Regions from separate parts of the Gossypium raimondii genome. Here region 2 is linked to region 1. The links are chromatin contacts, called in public Hi-C maps. All regions are on one chromosome and are shown on one strand. The core of a region is the stretch at or near the end of the contact, and the rest is flanking DNA. Distances in the headings are between cores, read along the strand shown. Region 1 holds the start of LOC105781118. Region 2 holds the start of LOC105782708.

What was found. A called contact is a pair of places that touch in the nucleus more often than the background predicts.
Region 2: a contact with region 1 is called in a Hi-C map of leaf, with 2.3 times the contacts expected there. The contact joins the promoter of LOC105782708 here to the promoter of LOC105781118 in region 1. A contact is called at or near these places in 2 of 2 Hi-C or Micro-C datasets (both in leaf).

What each region holds. Positions count from the first base shown.
Region 1 is chr13:35,607,884-35,613,049 of ASM2569854v1, reverse strand. It overlaps LOC105781118, which reads left to right and starts at 2,018. Exons shown (of 1, transcript XM_012605694.2): 1 at 2,018-2,921. The coding sequence starts at 2,482. The coding sequence ends at 2,823.
Region 2 is chr13:35,747,446-35,752,130 of ASM2569854v1, reverse strand. It overlaps LOC105782708, which reads left to right and starts at 2,180. Exons shown (of 3, transcript XR_001129893.2): 1 at 2,180-2,797; 2 at 4,438-4,551; 3 at 4,656-4,685.

The DNA of each region.
Region 1 (5,166 bases), core at 769-3,268:
AGTCCTAATATGACTAAAATATTCCTAGAGTAATCAGAGTTTAACTAGGAAAAAAAAGTCATGTTGAACTGTCAAAACATAGCTGCATAAGTTGGGAAAACGTTGTCACATTGTGACATCCATGCTCTACTCATCACGACGTCGATGCCACATTCATCTTGGGGTTTCATCGCGTCGTCTCGACTCTTCTTGTCGTGATGTCTGGCTTGTTTTTTTTCCTTCTTGAGTTGCTCGTTGATCGTCTTTCTAAGTGCCCGCAAAAGAGTGCAATAAATGTGAGGTACATCCCACAAATACAATTGTTTTTCTTTGTAAAAAAAAAATAGATTTGTTAACTGAAAGGTCTAGAAAAATAAAAATACTAAAACATATTTGATAGCTATCATTTTATAATGGAAAGGTCGAGAAATAAGTAGTAATAGTAATTAATTTAAAATATAAATTTTAGATAAATAATAATTTGACTAATATAATCAAATAAAATTAAAATGGATAAACACAAGTAATCAAATAAAAATTATCAGCTTCTTGTTTATCAAAATAAAATAAAATTGTGGGATTGATTCGTAAACTATGCATGAATTTGAAATATATGAAAATAAAATAAAGATTCAATGAATATTTGTTTTTTTTTAAAAAACCTTCTTTAATATAGACTTGAACTAAGGGATTATTAAATTTTAAGTTCCTCCATTTTCAACCTTTATTTCATTTGTTCAAACATTGGTCGTGAAAGCAATGAAATACACCTCATTTATTTATATATATTTTTATTTTTATTTTTGAAAAATCATTCTTCAAATTTCAATCAAATCCAATTTTTTTCATTGTGGAGTGATTAAAGTTTAGTTTAGATTTTCCTTTTCTTCTGGTTTTGGTTACACAGTTGAGAACAAATTGTTTAGTAGCAATTATCTTGCTGCGCAAGTTAAGGCCAATGGTGGTAAGATGTAGAATAACTATATCCTGGCGGGTCAGGCCATGTTTGCTTTTGGTTAAACTTGCAATGCAATTCAGATTAACTACAAAATGTATTAGGTCTTCCCCACTTTTTCATCAACCTCTTGTTTTAATAAATATTCATGAATCATCTTCAATTTAGATGCCTTAGATTTTAACTAACCCTGTTCGACCAAATTTACCAAATTTTAAAATTACCTCTACATTGAATTTTGTAATTTTACTTTTGTTTTATTGAATTTTTCCAATGTTAAATTTTACTACTCATTTTAATTTAAAATAATTTTAAGACAAAGTTTAATAAAAATTTATATTTTACTTTAATATATAATATTAAAATTAAATAAAAATTTATGTTTTTTTTCTTTTACCATATACCTATTTTTATTTTTCAAGTTTTATTTCATTAAATAGAAATTCTAATTTAGTTTACTAATTTTAAATATTTATAAGTTAAATTAGCGTTAGCCATTAAAATAAAATATTTGCAAGAATTTTTTATTAAATTATATTTTTAAAGTGGTAAAATTTAATTTTAAAAGTCAAAATTGGTGACAAATTTTAATAAAATTCAAAGCTCAGTGGTAAAATTCAATTATATAAAAGTTGAAAGACTAATTTATTCATAGTTTCAAAATATAATGACAAATATCAATGGAAATAAAGTATAGTAACTAATTTTAATATTTACCTATAACATAATGGTAATTTTGCCTTTTAACCTTAAATTTTAAAGAAATTCAACTTTTATTATGTGTTTAGAAAGTCAATTAATAATTAAATTTCGTAATAATTATTTATAATTTCACGTGTGTGGCATGTTTAATTAATTATTATTAGATTTGTTGAGGACCAGAATTACTCGCTCAAACTAGAAAGCTGATAGTTTTAGTATATATATAATTTTTAAAATTTAAAGATTTAATTATATTCTGAAAAAAAAAATGTTTGTGAAATTAAAATCCAATTGTAAATAGTATACTAAAATTTAGACTTCTTCACAATTATTTTACAGTTTCCAAACACGTATTTGATAATCCGTTTGCTTCGCACGCATCTAAGACAAAAAGTGGATCTGAATCTATCTTTGAACTGTTTATAGGGTGCTTATAAGATATTAGTCTAGACCTAGGCGGCCTGGATCGTATGAGATTACCTCAATAAGACACGAACTCCCCTCAGAAACAGACCGTAAACGTCGGCTGCAGTATTTAAGCGAAGAAAGCAAAGAAGAATAATAAAAAAAAAAAGTTGGGTCAGTGCCTGCCCTTGTCGACAGATATTTGACAGTTGGCTGGCTCCTGCGGTGGCGCTCTGCTCTCCCAGGCTTAACCAAATTCAAAGCAAGCGAGCAAATTTCTGCACATTTTAAATACCCACCAGAGCAGACCTTACCGCGAATTCAATATTCTATCTACCTTCCGTCGAACCTCAATGCGTATGCTTTGTTTCTCATCTTTGTTTTGAGCCGGATTCTGGCTCTGCTCTACAGCTAGCTCTAGTAGCTTTGGTCTGGGTTAAATGGCTCTACTAAGTGGTGATAATGATCATGTTATATCATCAGTTAGCGGCATCTCATATGGGTATATGGAGCACAAGAACATGATGGTGATGATGGAGAAGAGACAGCTGTTCCTGAGGAGCTACCAGTTCTGCAGGAAGAGGACCCTGACTGAGAGAATCAAGAGATCCTTGGTGGGGGTTAAGAGGGTCATGTGGCTTAGGCTACGGTCTGCCTGTAAACTCAAAAGGTTGGTCTTGTCCAGACTCCGATTTGCCTTCTTGTGTCGCGGGCGCAAGAGGAGATATATTCGTCTCAAGAACAATCATTTCCGCCACACTCACAACTCATGCTTATGGTAGGCCTAGAGCAGGACTTGGTCTCATATCAAATCTGTAGTTTTTCTATTATAATTTTGTAACTATAATTTGAATTAAATTTTTTACAGTTTCCAATTTTATATTTGTGATTTGATCTATCTGTTCCATTATTATACTTGAGTGGTGCAAAGCAATGCAATTTCAGGACGGAAAAAGGAAAGAAATTTGCTTCTCTTCTCTCCGAGACAGGGAAGATAGGCATTCAACAAAAGTCAAAACGATTGATTCCCCCCCCCCCCCCCCCACAGATCCAAGTTTGAACGGAAAGGCAAATGATAAAGTCCACTGCCCACTGGGGAAGCGTGTCTTGCATGACTTTCACTTAAAACTTTTTGAAGAAGCAGCACATGCTGTAGAAAAAAGAAATGCCACCATCATTTTCTCTCTCTTTTAACTTTCAACGTGAATGGATCGGTCATGCATATTGCATTCTGGTATCATCGTTATTCACGGCCATTATCGTTTTGCTACGAGAGCAACAAAATCAACACTTTGTCCGCCTTAGCGTGGCTAGTCCAGGTACAAAGCCAAGCCGTGTGGAAGGCACCAGCCTCAAACTCTAGAAATTCAATTATCTCAACTCTTCCCTTTTATTACCAAAAAACGAAATCATTTGCAAAGTTTATTTTGAAAATCCGCTCACAAACAAGAAAACCTTTTCTTCTCTCGACGCCCAGCCGTAGGCCCTCCACTCCATCTCCTTTCTTTCCTTTTCTTTGTATAGCAACTACCGAAGCCGAAATTCCCGTGAATATGATACAAGATATGGATAACTCTGAATTTTGTATATTTGTGTAGTTTCTATTGGTAAATTACATCCAATGTCACTAAACTATTAATAAGTTTATGTTTTGGTCATTTAACTTCAAAATGTTACAAAATGATCACCAAACTATTTGAAAATTTTCATTTACATCACTAGGCTATTAAAATTGTTTTTGTATGATTTTCTCTATTCGCATCACCTGCACCAATCAAAAGCTCTTCTTTATTTTCTCTTTTACTTTTCAATTTTTTTTTCATGAAACAACTTTGAGTGTTAAGAATCTGCGAACCAAAATCTAAACAACTTTCTTGTCTAATCTCCAACACTGGGGTGTACTTTACCCTTTTTTATAACATTAGTTTTTGTTTAAAATCATTAATGAATTTAGAAAGTAATGGAATTACAAAATATTTAACTAATTAAAATTGGTTATATTAATGTTATTTAATTTTAAAATATTTAATATTAAAAATACAAAAAATCATCATGTTTTGAATATTAATTTTAATTTTAATGATTTAAATAATGTTATTAATAAATTTTATAAGTTATATTTTATACATAATGTTAAATTAATTTGTTCTAAAATTAAAATTGTTAATAATCTATTTTTTATAATTTTATAATTACTTTTGCTCTACTTTAATAAATGAATGTAATTAACTCTTATTATATTTGAAAATTATAAATTCAATTTGAAATGTTATTAATATGTGCCTTTTATTTAAAACTATACTAGTTCCAATGTCACATGTATTGTACATGATTTTACGTGTTTTTAATCTATTAAATAATATATTTGTATAATTCAAAAACATATTTACTAATTAGATTATATTTATAATAAAAGTTTATTAATTTTAATAACCAAAAGTTTTTTTTTTTTGGTGAAAAGAAAATATGAATTACATCAATTACATAGAAGCACCATTGGCTTTATCTTTTTGTAAAAAATCTAAGATTTCCTTGGGTGCTTCATCAAAGACTTGCAAGGCTGATTTCCAATTCAAACTAAGTTTAGCAAGTCGATCTGCCACCAAGTTATGTTCTCTTGGTATGTGAATGATCCTCCATTGTCCTTTCGATTTCATGATACGTTGAGTCCTTCTAAGCACAGTAATCCCTAACTCCTCCATTTCCATATCAGTCAAGGCTTGGACTACTTCAAGGCTATCAGTTTGAATTATGGTCCTTCTGTAACCTATATTAAGTAACAAAAGGATCCCATCTAGGATACTCCAAACTTCAGCCTCAAACGGTGAACAGACACCTAAATAGCGACTGAATCCCAAAATCCAATTTCCATCTCTGTCTCGTACCACACCTCCTATTGCAGCATAACCAAAATCTCTCGCCACAGCACCATCAGTGGACAAAAACACCCATGTACTATCGAAAATATTAGCATGGTTCAAGTTGGAAACATTACTTTTGTATCCACTAAAGTGTAATTCAAATTGACGAGCCTAGCTAGTAGAGACTTTCACCACTTCAGTCGTCGACCAAAAGATATTCTGAAAGATAAAAAAATTCCTATTCTTCCAGATACGCCAAGCAAT
Region 2 (4,685 bases), core at 931-3,430, 140 kb before region 1:
AAATATTTTTGATTTTCTTTGCTTAGATTTCCTAAATTAGGAATAACAAAATTAGATGTTTTTACAGGAAGTACGGGATACTTCATGCTTTTTACTTTCCTTGTTCAAATAAAATGTTATTCAAACAAAGGAACAAATTGAGTTCGAACACAAAATGATTGAAAATGAATATGATTAGTCGAATAGGAAATTAAAATATAGAATTAAACTAAAATCAAATTCAAATAAAAGAAATAACAAGAAGGCCAGTAAAAAATTTTGAAATTTTAATTGGCTTTACGTATATATAAAATTGAATAAAAAAAGATGTACACATTTTGATTGAATTTGGGCAAATAATTAAACCTGGACAATAATGTGTTTAGATTTCTTTAAGATGAGTGTAAAAAATTGAAATAATAAAAATAAAAATAACGCACATTATATGAAAATTGATTTTATAAGTAATCAAAATATTAAAAATGTAAAAATTAATTAAAATTAGACAGCTATTCGTACATATTCATTCGAGTATAAAATTATAAAAATTAAAATACATTAATAATTATTAAAAATTCTAAAAAGTATATGAAATATCTAATAGGTTTTTTAAGATATAAAATAATTATAAATATTAATAAAAATAACAGAAATATGGAAAACTAAAACGTAATTAAATAAAAAAGGTTTAAAGGTTACAAAATAAAAAGTTAGTTTTAAAAGGACAAACTCGGATAATTTTAATGCATAAAATGAAGCTTAGAATCCTTTGTTTTAACTTTTTTTCGTTTTCCTAAAACATTTTATCGAAAACAATGAAAATATGTTTTTATTCTCTAATTTTCACATATTTTTATTTTCATTTTCAAAATCTTTTTAAAATTTTAACCAAATATATTTTCTTCATTATTTCCCATTTTGTAAGAAAATAGAAAAAAAAGCGATATTTGTTTCTCAAAACCAAATTTTTGTTCTTAAAAATGAAAATATTGAATAAAACGTGTTTTTGTTGAAAATTTTAAAATTATTTTAAAAATAAAAATAAAATATGTAAAAAAAAACAATAAAAGTTGTTTTCATTGTTTCCACTAAGAATGCTTTGTAAAAGTGAAATGATGAAGACAAAAGTTTTAACTTTAAATGAATTGACCCTAATTTAAACTCATATAAACATAAGAATACTCTTTTTTTCCTAATGATTTTTCAAATATTAATTTTGGTACCCTATTTCAAACCCATATGAATGTAAAAATTATTTATTTTATTTTTCATTGTAGAAAATATTTACCAAACATTTTCATTATTGAAACCAATTTTGTAGTTTAAAAAATGGAAAATGAAAACTACTTTCTGAAAATAAAATGAAAATGAAAAAAAATTCAAAAATCAAATGGAGTATTCTCATTATGTGTAAGCATTTTCTAAATTTATCAAAATATAATAAGATATAAATATATTTGTTAGTTTGTAAAATAAATGAGATTTTGGTAATTTCCTAATTGAGTTAGAACTCGGTTGAAGGGTGACAACAACTCAATCAACCCTTAATATATAGTATAGATACATAAAACCCGATGCGGGTGAAAAACATATTTTATTCCAAAAGTTCATATAACATAACAAAGAGACTTTAGTTGAAATGATAAAGTTGCTTGATGGTTGAAGTTTAAATTTTATTGTTGGTATATTTTTCTTAACTTCAAAATGTTTTATTTTAATTATAAACAAAAGATTCCTACTGGAAAATTGCTCCCTAAGCGAGCTAACCTGATTTTCCTCCTTGAATATATGCTTGAGTGAGGCGGAGGTGAAGTTAAGCATTAGAAACTTGCATTATCATCACAAATGAGATTAACAGTCACGTTTAATTTCAATATTAAAGATAAGTCGCGTGTAATTAAAATAAGTTATAAAACGGTGGAATTTCAACTCATATTAATTAGATTAATAGAACTTTAAATTTACCACTCAACTAAAGCTTCATTTTAATATTTTTTTATACGTTTTTATTTTAACTCCATTAAATTAATAATATTGATTGAGTTCGTATCACAAATTAACTCGACATCTCATTTGATTTTGTAATATATTTATGTGTTTACTCACAATTTAATTTAAAATTTCATTTTAATATTATTAATTAATTTCCAGTCATATATTTTATTATTTATTAATAAAATAAAAGAGACGTATTAAGCGCGTGTAGAGGAAAGTGGAGGACAAATCCAAACCCTTAGAAAATAACCGTTCCCTGTTCTGGTTCCCGTTTTTCTTTCTGCGTTCTCCAACCTTAAAATCAATCGAAGAGAGGAAGTTGTTTCATTTTGGGAAAAAAGTAGAGAGAAATTAAAGCCTAAACATGAGAATTCCATTTCTCTCTCTCTTTCCCGCACTTTTTCTGACTTTCTTTCTCACTGCACACTCACCCCCTTCTTCAATATACGACCACTTGAAACACAACGGCCTCCCTATAGGTCTCCTCCCTAAGGGGATTTCTGATTTCTCAATTGACCCCAACACCAACCGTTTCCACGTCAACCTAACCCATCCCTGCAACTCCGAATTCGAGATCCAGCTCCATTACGATTTCAACATCTCCGGTGTCTTGTCTTTCGGCAAGATCGCTAATTTGTCTGGTGTCTCCCAACAGGAACTCTTCTTATGGTTTCCTGTCATTAACATTCGCGTCGATGATCCAACCTCCGGTTTGATCAACTTCGATGTCGGCGTCGTTGATAAGCAGTTCTCCTTGTCCTTGTTCGAGATCCCCCGTGATTGCACCGCTTTTGATCCTAAGGGTTCCCTCTCCATTTCTCAGGTTTATTCTACTTAAAACTTTAATCTTTTCTTGCTTTTCGTTTCTTTTCCTTCAGAGGCTAGGGACGGCTTAATTTTTATTTCTTGAAGGGTTTGCTTAATTAGTACGAGTACATATTTGATTATAAGTGAAAAATAGAATAGCTCAATTCTAAGACATAAACACAAGTATTTGATTGCATATATACAAAAATAAAATGGTATTCTTTTACTTTAATGATCTCAATTTTCTGTTTTCTTTTGTTTAAGTTGCACTTATACAAGCAATTTCTTTTCTTATTTTTAGAAATGCTGGTAAGCATCACTTTTACCAGACTTAGGGCTATTCTTAGTACCGTATCTATCTAGGACATGTATATTAAAAATTCAAGTTTTTCCATATATTTGGAAGATGATATTGATTAACTAATTTGTGGTCATACACAGCTACTTTCTTGAAAAATAAAAAAAAGAGTCCAGAGTAGCATAAATTAACATAATTACTTTTTTCTATACTATCATATAAATAAGAGAGGTACTATGTAAGTTGGTGTTAACTTTTGAAATTTTTTTTTCTTTTTATGGTACAAAAGAGCTCGTAGCCTAGGAAGGGGATGCAGATTCTGGGATTTGAATCCCAAACCCATTGAATACAAAGTATGAACCATCTAGGCTAAGCTTCATGTTCATGTCAACTTGATTTTATTAAAATTCTTCCTATTACTTATTTGGCTGTGTCCTATGAATTTCTAGTAACTTTTATGTGGTTTCCTTGCATTTGACGTACTTTTGTCCTTATTCTTGTCTTTGAAAATGTTGTTCTTACACATTATTGAAGTATGGTCATTTCCATTTCTTGAGAAAGTGTTTTTATGTCTGAGCTTTATATTATCTTAATTCCCTAGTTCTTATAAGCCTATGTAATTTTATTTTCTTGAAAAATTTAGCCCTTGCAACAAATCTAATGATGGTTTAGGTTTTATTCCCTAGCTAATTGTGTTAATATCCTTTATATTTCCATAGTTCCTTGTTTAATGAATTCTGATAAGTTAGAATAATGATTTCACTTGTCGATATGTCTTCATGGTTAGCTGATACAAGGCAGTTATGCTGTTCATTTTCATAATCTTGCCTGCTTTTTTCTTAAGTGGTAATCTCGGTATACTGTAGTGGATTCTAGGTGATTCCAATGATTCTAGTTGAAGATTTTTTTTTTTTTTTGTTTCATCAAAATCATAATTACCTCCGATGTTTGAGATTTGAGAAACAGTCATCAACATATATGCAATGTTTTGATGCTGCGTACAAACAGCATTTTGTGTATAACTTCATACCTAAAATTTATGGATCTCAATATTCTGAAATATGCATCGACATACATATGCAAGCATGTTAAGAAAATCCTGACAAACATATTTTATTAGAATTTGTGTATGATCATAATAGCTTCCTTTTGTTGTTTTCAAAAAAAAAAAAAAAAAAAAGGGTTTAAAAATGGAATGTATGACATGATTTTTGTGTAAATGGTATCAGAACCTGCAATGTGCTTTAATAATGTCCTAATTGAATGTGCTAGTTTGATTTGCTTTCTCAAGACAGTAAGATGAATTAAATTGTCTTTGTCTTTGTATGTTACTCTCCTACACTGTCTCTATAATTCAGAAACCATCTGAGTTACTTGGTACTGAAATTGTTGAGGAGCACATGCTGAGGGCCATATCATAGACTCTGGAGGCAGAGATATTATATTAAAGTTTCAAGGTTGTTGATACACGTGTGAGTTTCTATTCTCATATAAAGATTCTCTTCAAGAGTATAATTTGATGCATCATAGGCTTCTAATTGTGCGCTTGCTTGCTATGTTGTTCTGACTATTCCAGCTAATATTTCTGCTGTAGCAAGAATAACAA